2 separate regions of the Mus musculus genome follow, and region 2 is linked to region 1. The links are chromatin contacts, called in public Hi-C maps. All regions are on one chromosome and are shown on one strand. Each heading gives the region's core, a stretch centred on a gene start, on an enhancer-like site or on the middle of the called end of the contact. The rest is flanking DNA. Distances are from core to core; before and after follow the strand shown.

Region 1 (5,175 bases), core at 1,778-4,277:
AGGGTTTCTCTGTGTAGCCCTGGCTCTCTTGGTACTCACTCTGTAGACAAGGCTGGCCTGGAACTCAGAGATCAGCATGCCTCTGCCTCCTGTGTACTGGATTACAGGTATGTGCCACCACTGTCCAGTCTCACAAAAAACTTCTTAAATGACTATTTTCTAAGACCTCACACTCTAGTGTACATTTAACATTTTAAAAAAGGATTCACTATTCATAAGACTGGAACCAGCAAGTTATCAGGGCTAAAACTTAATCTGTATCTAAAAATAAAACTGGAGAGCATCTCCACTCGGTTTTGTACAGCTCCCATGGTGTTACAGGAGAGCCCATGCCCACTCAGCTGCTTATTATACACGTGAAAAGGCTTGGAAACCCCCAGTCCTTAACTGTGTGCCCACCAGTGTCTGACAGAAGAGACAAGCAGTAAACACTGGAGGACCACTCTCCTGCCAGCGGGCGGGCGGCATGAAGGCCTCAAGGTAATCCCCAACTTTATGTCAATCACTTACCAGGCCCAGCCCCAGCCTGCTCAGCCCCAGGGAAAACAATCTGCCCTGGAGGGTTGCTTACTGCAGCGGCGGCTCTAGGACTGACAGCGAAGAGCTCAGTAACAAGTACTAAACTCTGTTGTTGTCATTGTAGAACTCAAAAGATGTCAAAAGCATACTAGTTAATCCTCTTACAGTACAGTCACTGGCTCACGTGTTCACGGTCATCAGGTGAGCTCAAAATCTATTATTTCCTACTCAGAGCAACTGTCTATGTTTCATTTGTGTGAACTCATCTGGAGTGTGTGAGTGTGTGTGTGTGTCTGTGCGCGCTCATGCGTACACAACCTTGTTATGTCACTCAGGCTGGCCTTGAACCCTCAAAATCTGGGATTATAAAATGTACATCACCACACCCAATTCTTCTTGTCTTTAACAAAGAATCCCTTCAGATTTATTGCAACTAGATCATTTTGCTTTAAAATATAATGAAGATTTCCCTGGTTAAATAAAACTGTATTTACACACTAGGATGGACTAAGCCAAATTGACCTATGTATAACAGACATGTTTTCCTGTCAGTCATATTTCTATCGATATTACACAGTCAAAAAGCATGTGTTACCATAGAACAAACAAGAGTGTGCTTTTATAGAGAAGAACACTTGGGACTGACCTCCATGAGAAACACATTTCCAAGAAACATTCCTCATTTATGAAAGATGCTCTAAGCCCAATTTATGATAGAAAACAATACAGTTGTACGTCAGCTCTGCATGGTGCTTACTTAATCCCAAGGCCAAGACAGGCTGTCCCAAGTGTCCCAGGTAATGCCAAGTCCTATGGAATAGCCAAGAAAAGATACCAGTGCCAGACCAAAGATCAAACACTGGTGGCTGAGGCTGTGGGACAGCTTCCTGGGACTCAGCCTCGCTTGGGCTCTGCAGGAAAAGGACTGAGGAGGCGTCTGTTCATGGGATGTTGCTGGCGTGTCCTAAGGGGTTTTCTGGGTGAATGTCAATCACAAGGGTTCTGATCAGGGAAGGCAGAGCAGGGTGCAGAGAGGCATGGAGGGTGAGTGTGGACGTGATTATGGGAGCAAGCACTCAGAAGGGCTTTGAAAGTAGCACCTATAGCTCGAGCGCACTTCAACAGAAAGCTGCACAGCCTTCAGGAAGACACAACGTAAGAAACACAGCTGCAGACATTTTACTGACAGTTAACTCATTCCTGTGTGGAAACACTATGTGGGAAAATGAGAAGCAGCTCAAAGATTGGTTATTAAAGGGAGGCTGAGGAAAATAACAAACAGAATTATATAGAAACACATCAAATGCTCTCTCATGGTCACTGGTGTGCCTTGGTCCTAACATCAGCGTGGTGAGCACCTTGCAAGCTTTACTATGAACCCATCTCACAGGAAGACAGGAACAACTCAGAGGGGGTCAGTGACTCACTCAAGCACACACACAAACCCAGGCTGTGTGACTGCACACACCCAGGAGGGCAGATGACACTCTGGAGGGGAATACCAAGTCACTCTACAGAAACAGTTCTCGGCACAGACAGTCCTAGAGGAGGAAAGGAGTAACATGACTGAAGCTAAACTCTGGTTCATCTGAGAGCTGTGCGGAACACCCTGGAGGGCAAGAGATACTTTCCAGACAGAAGTACACTACCTAACAACTGATGGAAGAAGGGGTGGGGAATTTTCTTAAATGTGACCAAGTTTTCAAAGCATCTACGCTGGGCTGGAGAGATGGTTCAGCAGTTGAGAGTAACTGGCTGCTCTTCCAGAGACCTGGATTCAATTCCCAGCACTCGCATGGCAGCTCACAATCATCGGTAATTCCAGTCCCAGAGGGATCTAACTAGTGCCCTCTTCTGGCCTCTTCAAGTACTGCACACATGTGGTATACAGACATAAAACAGGCAGAACCCCCGCCCCCCTACACACACACACACACACACACACACACACACACACACACAAATACAAGTTAAAAAAGATTTTAACATCTACACCGTGCTCAAGAACTGCACAGCAGCAGAGTGAAAAGCCCTCATTAGGTAGGGCTTGTGCTCCTGGGTTTCCTCACTTCATCTTTACATAAACTTCTATATAAGCCCCATTTCAGAGAAGGGAAACTGCATCACAACAAGGCTTAATTCTTGCCCTCAGCAACACTCGGGTAAACTAGCAAGTCTTTAACCATTATAATTAAACTAGACTCAGTACAAGAGACTAACTCCTTTCAGATGCATTCAGGCCAGTAATTCAGGCATTTCCTTAATTATACAAAGGGAATGCCTAATGTGAGCTGTTCAAAGCTGTGGGAAATGACATCTCCACATAAGGGCACTTGGGGTTGGGATAGGTAATGACCAGAAAGCAGAAGTGTAAGGCACAATAGCAGAAGGAAAGGAAAGGGGTGAGAGTTGGCTATCATGAGCTCCCTGCTGCTATATGTTATAGAGCTGAGGGAAAAGATAAAGCCAACCGGCCTTCATGTCATACCCACAGCCAAGGCCTCATGGCTGATGCCAGCTGAGCAATGGAGCAGTAAAGGGCTCACCAAGGGGGAAGAAGCCAAGCCCATCAGATGTGCACTGTATGCAGTTGATTGGCAGAATGAGGGCAAGAGTCAAAAGTGTCATAGAGGAGGAGACAGCACTTAGAGGAGCCTACAGCAGGAGACATGATGCAAACTTCAGAGTCTCTCCATAGTGTAGATTTGTTTTGAGGTACCTCTTGTGGAGCTCAGGGCCTGAGCAGCTGGGTAAAGTCCCTCCCCTGTGCTGCATGCAGCCCCGAGGTGCAGTTTTCAGCCTCCCTTCTCTGCACTGCTGTTTGCACTTTGTCCTCTCCTATCCCAGTACTTCAGGCTAGGCAAACCTGGAGCCTGCTGCCACAGGCAGGCAATATGCGGAAGGCAAAGGCAGCCTTTGGTAGCACTTAGGAACTTCTTAGGATCCAGAGTGGCTGTTTAGCTAAGAGATCCTGGACAAAGATTAATGGAGATGGGAAAAGAACAATTTTTTTTTAAAGATTTATTTATTTTATTTATATTAGTACACTGTGTCTTCAACCACACCAGAAGAGGGCATAAGATCCCATTACAGATGGTTGTGAGCCACCATGTGGTTGCTGGGATTTGAACTCAGGACCTCTGGAAGGGCAGTCGGTGCTCGTAACTGCTGAGTCATCTCTCCAGCCCCACAAATGTTTTCTTAAAATAAATATGTATTTTAAAAATGTGTTGTGTGTGGATATTTGCACACATTCACATGTATGAGTATATGTACCTCAAAAGCTAGAAGAGGGCAACAGATCCCCTGGAGCTATCTATGGTTATAAGTGTCTGACCTGGGCTCTGTCTAGGAACTGTACTTGAGTCCTCTGGGTTTGGTTGGTTGGTTTGGTTTTTTGAGGTGGGGTTTCTGTGTATCCCTGTCTGTCTGGAACTCACTTTGTAGACCAGGTTGGCCTCAAACTCCTGAGTGCTGGGATTAAAGGCATGGACCACACCGCTCAGCTGACCTTGGGTCTTCTGTAAGATCAGTGCATGCTTTTAACCACAGAGCCTTCTTCTCTAGCCCCAGGACAGATACTTTTTGGCACGAATCAATCTTTTTTAACTTAACACACACAGAGGTGATTGCAAAGGTGCTGGATGGATCTGAATGAATTTCAGGGCTTCTGGGAGCTTCTGCCAGACTGTAAGTTGAGATAGCAGCAGCAGCCTGTCCTCCAGCAGAGCTCTGCCACCTTAACTACACAGCACTACAAGCCTCACCAACAAGAATCCAAGAACTTAGTTCTCATAGACTAAGTGAACGGGAAAATACTCTCACATAAACGTTATAAGCAGATCTAAAGTTTGAAGTTGTACTTAGAATACATTTTCTTTGTGAAAAGCTAAAGTTGATGGCATTTATTCTGATATTTAGACTGTCATCTGCACGATGACAAGAAGCTGGCCATTTTCTAGGACAAACCTTCCCAAGGATGGAACTTAAGTCACCTGCTTCAGGTTCAAACCTATCAAGAACGAAGTCTGAGTGGCATGTTTGCGAAGGTTCTGACAACAAAGGAAGAAGAGGAGGAAGAAGAGGAGAGGGAGAGGAAGAGGAGACAGAAGCATTTATCTGAACTCACAAAAGCTTGCCAAAGCACTATGAAAAGAAATGTGTCCACCATTATGTCAGCACACTGCAAAACCAACAGACAAGCCTAGGCATTATGACGTAGTTAGTTTAGACGCCAACACTAAAGCAAGCACTGGGGGCCAACTTCTCCCAAACTCAACTATGAACCAGTTTCCCTATCCTACTAAAAGGAAGAGACATGGGAAGACTTCACAACTTTACACAATTCACCATGCCACCCTGCCTCTGACCTCCACACACAAGCCATGGCATGTATACATGGATGCATGGGCAAAAAGTGTCAAACTTTAGAAGTTCCTGTATCTGTACATGCCTGTGCAGCCAGCACTGAGATCAGCAAATACCACCATCACTTGTACTCTCTATGTCCATTCCTCCCTCTCCCCTTAGCCTCCTGAAATCATCCACCTACTTCCTTTCATTATATTAGAGTATCTTTTCTAGGATTTTATATATAACTGGAACTGTGATGTCACAGATATCAGCAGTGAGTCCTTCCCATTGTGAGTTTCTTGG
Region 2 (5,175 bases), core at 1,800-4,299, 110 kb after region 1:
ATTCTGGGTTGAGTGTCCATCCCAGCCCCCCAAGTCCTAACTGTATATAGTTTGGCAAGTTTTTAGGATCACAGCCACCTCACCTTTGAATTTTTTGGGGGGTGTTTTGAGACAGGGTTTCTCTGTATAGCCCTGGCTGTCCAGGAACTCACTCTGTAGACCAGGCTGACCTCGAACTCAGAAATCCGCCTGCCTCTGCCTCCCAAGTGCTGGGATTAAAGGTGTGTGCCACCACGCCCGGCTCCACCTCACCTTTGAGATGGAAGTGCTGCTACAAGATCTTTTATAACTTAGACAGGTTGAATGAGCTCACCCATGCAGTGCCCAGCTGAAAATGCCATCTGCAACTCTTCCTATGGGATGACATAGTCATGGACGTATAGTGTGCCTTTTACAAAAGTATGTGTATGCATAACTGACATGTGGAGGTCAGAGGACAGTGGATAGAAGTTGACTCTTCTACCTTGTAGGTCCTGGGGCTCCAATCATGTCAGTCAGGCTTAGCAGCATGAGGCCTCCCCACTGAGCCATCCTCACAGCAGCTCAGCTATGCTTTCTTTAGGACTCCAGTTTTTCTCTTTTGTACTATGCGGCTGTTGGACATTTGGAAAAGACTAGCTTCTCCATGAGCATGCTGGCATACAACACAGAGGCAATTTTTGATTGAGACAGGCATGAAGGGCAGTGTCACTGTTTCTTAGCCCCAGTCCTAGTGCCTTCTTTGCTGGCTGTCATCAGAATGTCCAAGAGGTCCCACTTTGTTCTTGTAGCCCTCAGGCTTCCAACTGTGGAGTGTGACCTTTTAGCCCTGCTCAGTGACACACAAGTATGGTTTGTGCATGTCAGACTCCAAGAGACTCTGAGGTCAGGCGTTTCTGTGGCCACAGAGCCGCCCGGGGTTTCATCTGCAAATGAAAAGCACCTGGCCAGCTGCTTGGGTCATATGGGAGCCAGATGGAAGCTGGCAGTCAGGCAGGCAGCATGGGGCAATGGCCAGTGGTCTCTTTCTACGTCCCATGGCCTCTGCTGCCTTTAACCCTTGTTTCCTGGAATGCCAGGGTAGTCCAGGACTAGGTAGCCAGCAACCAGTCCAGAAATGTCAACCAGAGCCAGAGCATGGTGATAAGCACCCCAGGTCTTGTGGGAGATGGGAACAGGTGACCAAATGGCCACCAGGGTCAGAACGTCCATGACCAAAGCAAAAGAACTGGGAGGAAGACGAAATAGCAAAGTTGGTGGAAATCATTGAGTACCCATTGCTGCAAAGCCTCCCTAGGAAACATGGTGGTCAGGTGACAGCTTGTTGGCACATTGGGAAGTCACCAGGCAGGGTCATGTGCAGAGTAGTGGGGACACTGGGCATTAGCATGGACAAGGGAAGGTGGGACACTGCAGCATCCTTTGGTCCACACAGTCACGAGAACCAGGTTTGACTCATGATTCAAAAGGGAGACAGGGTGGGGATTTTTCTCTGAGCTTTGTGGATTAAAGAAGATGAGGGAGGCACGATGATAATTTCTGTCTCCAAAACTCTTGGGAAGTAGAGTACGGGAGCTTCTGGTTCTTAGCCCTGCCTTCTGCTACACTGGAGATTCCTTGGAACACAGGGTGGAGGTCAGAGTGAGAGAGAGAGCAGGTGATTAGATCTGGTTGGTTGGTTGGTTTTTTGGGTCAGAGCTGGGCATTGAACCCAGACTCTAAAGCACCCTGCTGAACTACGGATGCCATTGATGTGACAAAGCATTGTGTTGGCTGCTGGGACAGTTTTGAGTGAGATTTGTTGATAGGCAGACAGAGACCTGGCCCTGGGCTTGGTGGGCATGTGCTTGTCAACTGAGGTGACATGGCTGTGGCACTTGGTCCACACAACACTTGGAAGAAGATGCATGGAAAGTCCTGTGGTCCCTGCTTCCCCAGGCCAACTCAAAGACAAGGTCTAAGCTTGTCTGGCATTCTGGCCACATTTTAAATGCATTCCTTCACATTGAAGTTTGCAAAGGTTGTCAGTGCTCACAGTAAAGCTTTCTCATGAGAGCTGGGATTGGGACTACTGTAGTCATCAGCGTAGGGGTTGTCATATTTGGGACAGTGAGTTTGTACTTTTATTGGAACACGTATTCAGTGTTAGATTTTTATGTCTGGACTCTGGAGAAAGAGCTCAGCAGTTAAGAGCACTAGCTATTATTCCAGAGGACCCAGGTTTGGTTCCCAGCTCCCTCTTCTGGTGTCCTTGGGCACTGCAGATAGATGGTACACAGACATACATGCAGGAAAAATATTTATAACACATTTTTCAAAATGTATCTGGGCTGGAGAGATGGCTTAGTGGTTAAGAGCACTAACAGCTCTTCCAGAGGTCCTGAGTTCGATTCCCAGGAACCACATGGTGGCTCACAACCATCTGTAATGGGATCTGACGCCCTCTTCTGGTGTGTCTGAGCTAGATGTATGGCGCTTAGGAGGCAGAAGCAGGCAGATCTCTGAGTTTGAGGCCAACCTGGTTCTACAAAATGAGTTCCAGGCCAGCCAGGGCTACACAGAGAGACCCTGTCTCAGACAAACAAACAGAAGAATGTGCCTGGAGGAGATAAAGCCCCTCAGGCTGACAAGACGCAGTTGGTGGATGGGCTGTGGTCCTCAAGAGTCTGAGAAGTCCTGTAAAATGCTTGGGGTTCAAAATGTGTTACAAGGAGGAAAAAAATACCATCTTCCCTGCCAAGAAAAGGAGCTTTCAGTCAGTCAGGGTTAGCGCTTTAAAAGTGCACTTCTCTCTTCACCCATGCCATACGCATTTGAGGGTTGACACTGCAGAAGGCCTAGCCGCTGCTTGTGTTGGAAAACTGGTCTCCGTGTCCACACAGCAGGGGCAGCTAACCTCTGTCCAGCGCCACCTTTGAGTAGAGCATAGAAGGAAAAAAACATTCTAATAGCATTTGATGCTTAATTGCCAGGTACTTCCTGAGAGATTTGTGCAGATATCCAGCCTGTCTAGCCTCTACTCACCAAGCCCTCTGTGTAATGTGTTAGCATCCACATCATAATGCTCCCCTTGCGTCCCCTGAACACACTGTAATCTCCCATTTCCTCCACTTCCTTTGAGCACTTCCACAGCATCCACAGCACATCTTTTGACCACCGCGGTGGCTTTACAGTTCCTGTTGAGGGAGAGCCAAGTGCTTGCAGTTCTTCAGTGCACAGTGTGTCCTGCCTGAGCTTGCATAGCACTTAGGCCCCTGAACCACCACTGCCTTCATCTCCACTCATCTCTGCAGTGAAGCTGGCAGCCCCTGTAAAGCCAACCTTCTCTCAGGCCGTGTGCCTGTTGGAGCTGACCTGGGGATCTGGTGAGCCGCCTGCCGGCGGACCACGTTTTCCTGCCCCGTTCTTGTGGCAACAGACTAAGCCATGGCTGCCTTCCTCAAAGCCACCACCATTTCTGCCTCTATCCTGGGGCTTCTGGTCTTGTTTTCTTTCTTTCTCTCATTCTTCCTTTCAAATAAAAATTCCCAGCATCCATTGTATAATGCAGTTCTGTAAATTTTTAGTAATTGTACAATTGTATAGCCATAACCACAGTCTAATCTTAGAATGCTTCCCTCGCCATCTCTGTTCCCGCCTTGCCCCAGGAAGCCACTGTCTGGTCATTTCATACATGTGGACTACACAGATTCTTTTTAAAAAGGTGGTAGCATTTGTGGAGCTGAGAGTTGAACCTAGGACCGCGTGCGTGCCCAGCAAGTGCTCTACCAACCACTGAATCATACTCTGTTTATCAGAAAGCCTTTGGGATGTGTGGATAAAGGGATCTTGGGGGTGGGAGGGTGCTTTTTTTTTTTTTTCCTTCCTTTTCTTTTCCTTTCCTTTCCTTTTCCTTTCCTTTCCTTTTTTTTTTTCCTTTCTTTTTTGCAATGCATGACATTTTATAGACCACACCGTCCATCTATCCACACAGACAATTAGGGGGCAAGCTTGTGTTTATGGAAAATACAAAAAATAAAAAAGGAAATTGCCAGGCTTTTGGTGATACATACCCGTACTTCGAGCACTGGGAAACTGGAGTAGGAGGATCATTTTCAGGGCCAGCCTGGGCTACCCAGAGAACCATGTTGAGGCAGGGAAGAAGGATAAGTCACTCAGAATTGCCCTTATGGATAAAACCTCTTTCATAGTTTGGGATTTTTTTGCAACAGCATCATCTATCATCTAACGTCTCCTGGAAACTTGCTGTTAAATTGCAAGTTGCAGTGTGTGATATTATTGTACCATAATATACAATCAAGGTTGCCTTTACTTTGGGCTGTTACAAATGTTGCTGAAGTGAATATGTTTTATGTCAGAGCCTCTTATAGGTCTGTTTGAATTCCTGAGTCACAGGGTTTGTGTCCACCCCCTTAAATTGTTTTTTCTTCCCAATTTGAAACTTAGTTGCAAAGCTACTCTGTAGCTATCTCGCCTGAATTTCATCTAGTCGGTAAAATGGTTTGCATCCTGATTGGCTCCAGGTCCCAGGAGGCAGATCTGTTAGGCGGGTCTCAGGTACTAGGAGGAAAGAGCACAGAGCTCGCTGTGCCACCACAGCTGGGGAGCCTGGCATAGGGGCTAGTGCACTGTCACGAAACCTTGCAGTCTGGACAGCAGTATGGCTGTCAGCAGTTGGTTTCCCTAATTTAGAAGTACCATCCAGTGCCATGGCCAAAGTGTTTAGTTTTGGCTTCCTCTGTTTTTGTTTGTTTCCAAGGCACCGAGAGCTGGTGAAATGGTCCCTGCAGTTTTATAGTCTTGGTGATGGCAGCCATTTGACATGCTACCTTGCCATCCGCAGTCGTACTTGCTCAGTGAGTGAAGTGAGGTGTGTGTCTGTGTCCGCTTCATACCCTCCCCCTGTCAACAGGCTGTTGTTCTCTGTCTACCATTGAGACTCCTCTTTTGCCCCAGCCTGGGCTGGTGCAAAGCTGCGTCTCAAGTCAGTGCAGTGCTCCTATGTGCCCCCCCCCCCATGTGCCCTCACTTGGAAGCAGGGTCTCTGAGCAAATGAACTCCTGGTGTGGTCAGTGCCAGGGTGCCATGAGTCCCTTCCCTGCATGCTTTGGTTGAGATACAAGCAGGGCAGGCAGGACACACAGGAGTCATAGCTGTGACCCACTTGTTGCTTTCAGCTCGGCTTGTCTCTACCGC

What was found. A called contact is a pair of places that touch in the nucleus more often than the background predicts.
Region 2: a Hi-C map of the HPC-7 cell line shows a contact between it and region 1, with 2.7 times the contacts expected there. The contact joins two enhancer-like sites. A contact is called at or near these places in 6 of 484 Hi-C or Micro-C datasets (CD4 T cells, the HPC-7 cell line, bone marrow-derived macrophages and 3 more), 9 of 115 datasets of contacts at active chromatin or transcription factors (the HPC-7 cell line, astrocytes, bone marrow-derived macrophages and 5 more) and 3 of 9 other capture datasets (adipose tissue, liver and pancreatic islet).

Annotation. Positions count from the first base shown.
Region 1 is chr4:139,113,549-139,118,723 of GRCm38.p6, forward strand. The region is part of intron 1 of Micos10 (mitochondrial contact site and cristae organizing system subunit 10); the gene reads right to left. Among named protein-coding and RNA genes, the nearest start is that of Micos10, 15 kb to the right of the region's middle. Within about 2 kb of position 3,028, at least 29 of the 459 cell types and tissues checked have an H3K27ac peak or open chromatin away from gene starts, as enhancers often do. A contact at or near this core is called in the HPC-7 cell line, where this site is marked.
Region 2 is chr4:139,218,957-139,224,131 of GRCm38.p6, forward strand. The region is part of intron 1 of Capzb (capping protein (actin filament) muscle Z-line, beta); the gene reads left to right. Among named protein-coding and RNA genes, the nearest start is that of Capzb, 29 kb to the left of the region's middle. Within about 2 kb of position 3,050, at least 11 of the 459 cell types and tissues checked have an H3K27ac peak or open chromatin away from gene starts, as enhancers often do. A contact at or near this core is called in the HPC-7 cell line, where this site is marked.